Linked DNA regions of Hordeum vulgare: region 2 is linked to region 1. Evidence: chromatin contacts called from public Hi-C data. All regions are on one chromosome and are shown on one strand. Each heading gives the region's core, a stretch centred on a gene start, on an enhancer-like site or on the middle of the called end of the contact. The rest is flanking DNA. Distances are from core to core; before and after follow the strand shown.

Region 1 (4,152 bases), core at 688-3,187:
TAAGTTCAATGGCAACTGATCATTTGTGAATCTCCAAACACATGATGAGTCTTAGGTTAAGATTACAAAAGGGAGCTATACTACATGGGGAAAAAACATAAATTTTCTTATGTATCTGGTGGCCAAACTGAAAGTACATCTCTCCCAAGTACCGTTCTCCGGGTTTGCATCCGAACAAGGAATTAGCAAACCAAGAAAAATCAAACAAGATAGAACCTGATACACCTGGCTTGGCTTGATTTGAACTTGGATCAGCTCAGGTTTGTAATCAGATAAAGATATATGGAAGCACCCCTCAAACGGAAAGGTATTGCATACATATAGTGCATGTGCATAACCTCCGGCACCAAACTATAATCACTGGTAGGATTTAAGAACTTTAATATGGCATGAATACTGCCTATACTCCAATAAATAGGATACAACATCGAAACAATGGAGCCTATTTCTCCGCAGAACTTCTGAAGCCTCCAAAGAAGAGATAATTCTTGTGTTTTCTTGAAAAAAAAGAGATGATTCTTTATTAAAATTGTGATTGGTCTAGGAAATAAGATTAGTTGTATTTCAGTCAAAAAACAAAGAAGAAAACAACTGCAATTGCAACTGAAATGAATGTTCTCTTAAGACTAATCATTAGCCCAGACAACGAATACACATGAGCAAGAATGCATCGAATTAACAGGTTTTGCGACATCAACTCTAAAAGGGAAATATATCCGATGATCTGGCCTGTTAGCTCCTGAATAGTATTTCTCAGGTCAAAATCAGTTTGAACATTTGTGAAGAACTGGATAGATATGTGGTACAAGACAAATGGAAAGAGACTTGGCAGCCTGTCGATGGATCATGTTCTCTGGTTTCAGGGTTTGTGAAACTATATAGTTTTCCTTCACTCCCCAATTCCTATCAATGAGTCCCATTTCTTGTCTATGTGCGTATTCAAAGACATGACATAACCAACTTTGTGTCTTAATTGAAACCACCCATATAAGGTACTGGTTTGAGCAGATAAATTAAGTTGCAACCTATCTTTAGAAACAAATCTCAGATTCTTTCAGAACACTTTAAATATAACCTCTGAACAAGATGAACCCTGCGACAGTTGCACATCCAATTGCCTCAACTTGATGCTCGCTCGCAAGAACCACCGCATCCGAAATAGTAACTAAAATGGAAATAAAACCAAGTATTGATTGCGGAACCATCATAGTGAAATAAATACACCGACTGGGGGGGCTCTTGCCTTTAGCCCTCTCCACAAACACATCCTCATAGGCTTTGTACTGTGACCACAGCCCTGGCGTGAAGCTCTACATATGCAACCAGAAAGAGGGTTAGTGCGGCAGGGGAAAAAAGAAGCTTCAGGAGTAAAGAAAAAAAAATACCATCTCGGTTTAGCCAACAAAAAAGTGTAGCCGATGCGTGTGCAGCTATACAAGCATCGCGTGCAAGGGGAATGGCAGTCAAATATAGAATCGTTCAGGGACGAGATAGCATTCACCAAGCATAGGTTTTCTATCCCCAAAAATGGAATAGGAAGAGCTTAGTACTTTTTGCCATCGAATCGCAACCGAAGAAGAACACAAATTCAAGCACCATCTTAAAGACGGATTCGATTCAGTTATACACGGCGATTCCATACAGCCTGATAACACATCTGAGATGACGAAGGGCACTCAGAAACACGCGAATCCGCCCAAGATTTATTAAAGGCATTGCAAGTTTCTGTATGATTACGGAGCGGGAAGGGGTCGAGACCTGGAGCTTGCGGAGAGGCCAGGAGGAGGCGGAGGCGGCTTCCGCGCCTTGCGCCGGCGTGCGGCCGGTGTCCGACGACGCCATCGACTGGGCTCCTGCAGTTTCTCCGGCGACCGTGCGTTCGCGGATCTCTCGGTCTCTCTCTCTCTCTTTCCTCTTCACCTCCTCTGAACGTTCGTGACGTTCTCTTCCCTTCTTTGGGTAGTGCTATTTTAGGCCCGTTCGATCGTGGGCCGAGAATAGTTCTTTTTTCTTTAACGGTGGGCCGAGAAGAGTTTCAAATGCTGCGTTGGAGCCTTGGACAAAACCAGTCCCGGCCCATAGTCCGGGCAAACGGGGCACCCGCCCTGGGCTCTCGGGAGGCAGGCCCCGATTCAGGTAGCAGCTCGTAGTAGCATAACCTAGTGTAAATACGAAAAAAAAAGTTCAAAGAATAGCCCATCACGCAGAACGCATAAAGAATGGACCAACGACTCCTCTACTCGCCGAAATCACACACTCCTGAGAACGGCGCCGCCACTGACTCCCGTGCCTCTCGCCCTCTCTGCTTCCAAAGTCGCGACGAGCCATTAATGGAAACCTACGTCGTTAAGTCATTCCCTAACTAGCTCTCCTTCCTCGCTCCCCATCGACTCGACTTTGGAGCGCTTCCCATCCAACTGGACTTTGGAGAGACCAAGATGGTATATGTTCTTCTTTCTGCCCAGTAGTATTGTTCCTCAATTGAACGATTGATTGACAAATAGCTCTACATTCTGGCACCTACAATTTCAGATCGCACATCCATCACATGTTCACATGTGCATGTGTATTCTTTTGTTTTTCATTGGATCCAAATGTGAGAGAATGCTCACGAAGGAGATTAGAAGAAGGGAGAAATTTGGTTCACTTCAGGCGTGTCTTATTGTTGGTGCTGACTGTTCCGGTGTATGGATAAGCCACTTACATCCACATGAATCGGTTTTCAGGTGCTTTTGATCCCTGTATTAACATATCTTGAAGAAAGTATTTGTCAAGTAGTAGAATCCCAAAAGGGATCAATTGCTAAGTTTTTCAAAACTAGTAATTCTTCTAGGGAATCTTCGAGTTTTTATCATCATAGTTAGTATAAACATGAAACACTCAGTTTGCTTTACTATGCCTTATGCAGGATAGTTATTATTTGGGTAAAGAATTTTGGAGTGGAGAACATGGCAGATTAGGGATGATCTAGAGACAATTGTAAGTTCATCCATTAATTTTATATCTCATGGTAGCACGAAATTTTTAAGTTGCAACCAGTTTTGACGAGGCTATTTGTTTTTAAAAAAAGAAAAAAGAAGATGTGTCCGCTGACAATTAGGAAATTGATATTTTTCTGGAGCTATGTTGTTTCATTACTATCACGATATGGTCTTCTTGATCGATAAATAGTTGTACTCTCACTCTTAGAGTAGAAAGATCAATAATTTATGCTATGTACTGCATATTTATTTTGGTTTTCAAAAACAATTGAGATTTTGTTTGTCAAAGGGCCCCATGTTCTTGTATTGCCCTGGACCCCGTATATTTGTAGGTCGGCCCTGGACAAAACATAAACGGGTATGCATGACCCGGTCAGTTCATGCCACGTACTGACGTACCTAGGACACGTGCCTCTCTATCTCTCTAAAAAAATGTGTTTTCTTCAAATTTTTGTCCATAAGGCCATAAGGCCACTTCCGATGCATTGGTGCTAAGATGAGGTGCTAAGCACATTAAATAGTTTAGCAACTAAAGTCTCCAATGCATAGTTGCTTAGCTTATTGTAGCTAAGCCTCCTTATTTAATGCTTTTCCATTGGTGCATTTCTTTCATTTAATTGTTTTACCTAGGTTCACATGTTTAGCATTTTTCTTCCTGGGTCACCACACCCATCTCTCTCCTATTAATTAGCTTGCCACATCAGATTTTTTGCCTATGTGGCAGCCTTAGCACTTGTATAAGGTAGAGCATTGGGAGTAGCCTGAGTCAAAAAAATACCTCTTCACTTTTTCTTCAATTTTTGGTCAATCCCGAACTTGATAGTAATTGCTCCCAAAAAAAGAATGGGCAACACTAAGAATCACACTACTGATATTTAGCTTTCGATCAGACTAGTAGTCCATCGTTGGATTGATCCAGCCTAGAACGTGAGATTATAAAGGTGGGCCCACATAGTTACTTTGCATCTATTAATTGTGATTTGTTTCCCGTCAACTACTACCACAAATCATGTTAGACCTACTATTTTAGAACTCGGAAACGTTTCTGTACATACAGCTGATGGGAAGTATTCGTCACACCCGTGGGACACGGTTGCTTTGTATTTTGATCTCACGGCTGACAGATGCATTCAAAGATATTAACCACACAATTTTCTAGCTCAGGCCCCAT
Region 2 (4,152 bases), core at 774-3,273, 730 kb before region 1:
AGAACATGATCATGAAGATAATCTTGACATAGAAGATGAAGATTTTGTTAACTCGAAGGGTAGAGTTGTGAATTATAGCAATGAAGAAATGTGTTGATTTGCATGACATGGAAGAGAGTTTCTATTGATGCGGTTGTTGGAACCAATCAAGCGTCCAACACATATTGGTTGAGGATGAAGGATTTTTTTGCGAGTGAAACACTAGTGGGTTTGTACGATCGTATGTTTCCCTCCGTCACCGATGGAACACTATTAATAGTGAATGTAAAAAGTGGTCTGCTTGTTTGGCAAATGTGGAAAAAAATGAATCCAAATGGTTGTAACTATGATGATCAGGTGAAATTTACTTGTTTGCTTTCTATTTAATGTAAGTATTGCACTTGCTTTCTATTTTATGTCTAACACAATCTGGTTTATATTTCATGTAGGTAAGCATTGCTCAAGGTTTATTCCAAAGAAAAGGGAAGAAAGGAGATAAGAAGAAGAAAGGGGGACCATTTACATTACATCATTGTTGCAGTGAGCTTGAAAATGAGGAGAAGTGGAAGAACAGGGATTTGTATGAAATTCCAAACAAGAGAAAGGCGGTGGAGATTGATGAAGACGATGAGAATGATGGAAGTGGTGAAGACAACGTTGCCAAACCCAAGACAAAGAGGTCAGATGGAAGGAAGAAATAGAAAGGCTCAAAAGTAGGAGATAGTGATCTCAAAGAGGGGTTTGAAGCAATAGTGAATGCACACAAGGAGTATGCCAAAGAGAAGAAGATGCTCAAGTTACAAGAAATAAAGGCAAGGAATGCATCCGAGGAGAGGAAGATTGCGGCAGATGAGAGGAGGGCCGACATCGAGGAGCGCAAGGTGGAGCTGGAAGAGAGGAAGTTGGCGGTCGAGGAGCGCAAACTTAAGGAGGAAAGAGAGCAAAAGTTTATGTTCATGGATACATGTGGTATGGATGCGAAGGAGAAGACACATATTGATCTTTGTCATGATCAAATGTTGGCAATGAAACAAATGAGCATGATGAACATGATGGGAGATCATATGGTGCACAAATGGGAGGAGGTATGAATGCCACTATGGGAGGATACATGATCATGATGGGTGGAGGTATGAATGCCGGCATGGGAGGATACGACTATGATGTATATGTAGGTGGCAATATGACTCCCAATGTTGCTACGACAATGAATGGTTCGGAGACCGTGCAAGAAGAGAAAGATAGCAATTGCGACAAGGAGAAGATCGACGAATAAGAAGCTGAAGTTTGAGTGCCTTTTATTTATCTATTTTATTGTTTAAATATAAAACTTTTGTTTGAAATACTTTCGGGCACTATGTTTGTGTGGATTATTTTGGTGTGATGCACTTTATTTGTGGTTAAGATATGTATTTTGTGTTCAATTATATATTTGTTTGATAAAGTTTAGTATAAAATGGGTGAGGCCACCCTTTATTTTAGATTATTTATTGGAAACCTCGTGCCTTATTTTACATCATCTATTAAAGCTCGACACCTTCGATGCACCAAACAACACGTTTTTGCTGATGTATATTTTACATCATTGTGTTTTTGTCTCCTATTTTACATCACCTCATCTATTGGAGATGCTCTAAGCCCCGAAATGAGCAAAATGGTGCAAGAAAACGTCCCCTAGGAAGAAGACTTCTCGCGAGCTGCTGCGCGCAGAAGATCATGGCCCACAGCCAACCAAGTCTGGAGAGAGTCCACGATAGGGCAAAACAGTAAACTTGGCTCCAAACCTGTAGCGGCATTGTCCGTAGCTCACGCGCTCCCGCGGCGGTCGGACCCCACGTTACGGAGCGCACCGACTGGGACCCCACGCGTCACAGGGAGAGAGGCCACCAGACCTTTTCTTTAACCTCGCCGAGGCCGGGCGGCGCGCTGTCGCGGCCGTGAAATTTCACTTACCACATCGCAGCGCAGCGGCGGTTCGTGCGTGGGACTAGCACCATTTTTGCTCTATAATATAAAGGAAAGGGGGCGATTATAAGATGGAAGGGGTCCCTGTCGCTGTTGCGCCCGAGCGCCACCCACACCCACTTGCCGCCTATTAGCTGCTGCTTTGTGCTCTTGCGCCGTGGTCTCCTCCCCCCCTTCCCTTGGCCTGTTCTTATCTCATCTCCCCTCTCCTCTCCTCGTGCCTTCTTCTCTCCCCCTTTCCCCCACCCTCCCTTCGCTGTTCTTCTCTCCGCCCCTCTTCCTAGCTCTCCCAGGTCATGGCAAAGGTGAAAACCGGATAAAAACTAGAAGTGGGAGGGAGATCGACGCAGGTGAGCTCATGCTGCCCTCCCTGCCATCTCCCTTTTGCGTTCATGTGTGCCTTCATCATATGCTTCTTCTTCCTAATCTATCCCTTTATCATGTGTTTTGTCCGTGCTCTTGATTGGCTAGGACCTCTGCGATAGGCTAGCTATATGCGACCATGCTTCCTTCTTTTGGGTATTTTTTTTCTCTCTGGATATTTTCCGGGGTCCGTCCTAGAGTTGCTTCTGCAGCAGTTATCAATTCCAGTTTGTGCTTCTTCGCTCTTCTTTTTCATTGCTCTGGGGAGATATTTTTGGACAAGTCCAATTACAAGAGTTCCCTTCTTTCTTTTCTTTTGGAAATCTGGAATATATAGTAGTAGCACCTAGCGTTTTTGGAAGGATTTTATTTTGTTTTGTCAGCAAGGAATGGAATGCTATTCCTGTTTTCTCTTCTCAGGAGAGGGAAAATTTCCCGTCTCTTCTCCATTTTGATGCCTGCTTGATCCATTTTCTCTATTGTTATCTTCCCCTTTTGTAGACTATACTACTACTTTGTTTCCTTTTCGGTGAGCACATGGGTACATGTTCTTGTTTCCAACTGTCGATACATGTTTGGCTAGGTAGTACAAATAAATGTTCTTAAAAAAAAGGTAGTACAGGTAAATATCATCACATAAAAGATGGCTTTCTCCCCTTGAAAAGTGGAGTGTCCCCCCTGCTTTCTGATCATTTTCGCCAAGCCCATGTGATTGGATCAGAGCAATCTTTCATACGCTTAAACATGATCAGTAGAAAGAAAGAAAACACATGCTTCAGTTCCTTCCTTGATCTGCTATGCTAGGACCCGTTAAAATCATGAAGAAAAATAATTATGTTTGGTAAAACCCATAGATGCGTTCATCACTGCTTCAATTATTTGGCTCGTTCTTCCGTTAGCGTTTTATATATATGGTCATGCATAACACACCCATTTCTGTTAGTTATGCCGTCCGATATGATCATGTCAGAGAGAAAAAGAAGATAAGCTCGTGTTAGATTAGATGCCTCTGCTAGTTGCGTGCGCTGCCTTCCTTAGGTGGTGATGATCTACCTATTTGTGAAGAGGATCATAGCAGGTGTGTGCGTGCGGGGTGTGTGGGGTGTGTGGGTTGGATAAGATCGAGTGCGTTTTGTTTAGCCAAAACACATGCAGACCGGGCCTTCCGGTGCTTGCTTCAATTGGTAAACTTGCTTTTATGCCACATGATTGTCTCCGGGTTATGGTAGATCTGGGATGTTTTATGAACAAGGAGAAGAAGATAGCAACTGAAGCACATATGTCTTAAGTCACCGTCTAATTACCTTATTAAGATAATAGTATTATGGCTATTTTAAGCTCTAGTATTAGTAGTCTTAACTGTAATTGCCTCTTTAACACTAATCTTGTTGCACATGTTGCCTAGTTATTGCATTCAGACTCAGCAATAAGTTGGTAATTAACCTGGCCTCTTTGATTTGCTTCTGTGCAGCTGAACACCACAGCTACAAGTAGTAGTAGAGCAAGTGGAATTTATATTGAAAGAGAAGAGTTGCTCGAGTGACCATGATGGGAGGGGGAGGTGGGCTGCTGATGGATCAGGGCATGGCGTTCCCCGGCGTGCACAACTTCGTGGATCTGCTCCAGCAGAACGGCAACGACAAGAACCTCGGCTTCGGCTCCCTTATGCCACAGACTTCCTCCGGCGACCAGTGCGTCATGGGCGAGGGCGACCTTGTGGACCCGCCGACGGACAACTTCCCGGACGCCGGGGAGGACGACAGCGACGACGACGTGGATGACATCGAGGAGCTGGAGCGCCGCATGTGGCGCGACCGCATGAAGCTCAAGCGCCTCAAGGAGCTT

Evidence for each region. Hi-C and Micro-C count contacts between places; a contact is called where the count stands out from the background.
Region 2: a contact with region 1 is called in a Hi-C map of seedling, with 4 times the contacts expected there. The contact joins the promoter of LOC123448754 here to the promoter of LOC123448752 in region 1. A contact is called at or near these places in 1 of 6 Hi-C or Micro-C datasets (seedling) and 1 of 1 datasets of contacts at active chromatin or transcription factors (embryo).

What each region holds. Positions count from the first base shown.
Region 1 is chr4H:406,960,388-406,964,539 of MorexV3_pseudomolecules_assembly, reverse strand. LOC123448752 (RGS1-HXK1-interacting protein 1) reads right to left here and starts at 1,937. Exons shown (of 7, transcript XM_045125749.1): 1 at 1,759-1,937; 2 at 1,244-1,310. The coding sequence starts at 1,842.
Region 2 is chr4H:407,694,306-407,698,457 of MorexV3_pseudomolecules_assembly, reverse strand. It overlaps LOC123448754 (protein ETHYLENE-INSENSITIVE 3-like 1a), which reads left to right and starts at 2,023. Exons shown (of 2, transcript XM_045125751.1): 1 at 2,023-2,294; 2 at 3,779-4,152. The coding sequence starts at 3,853.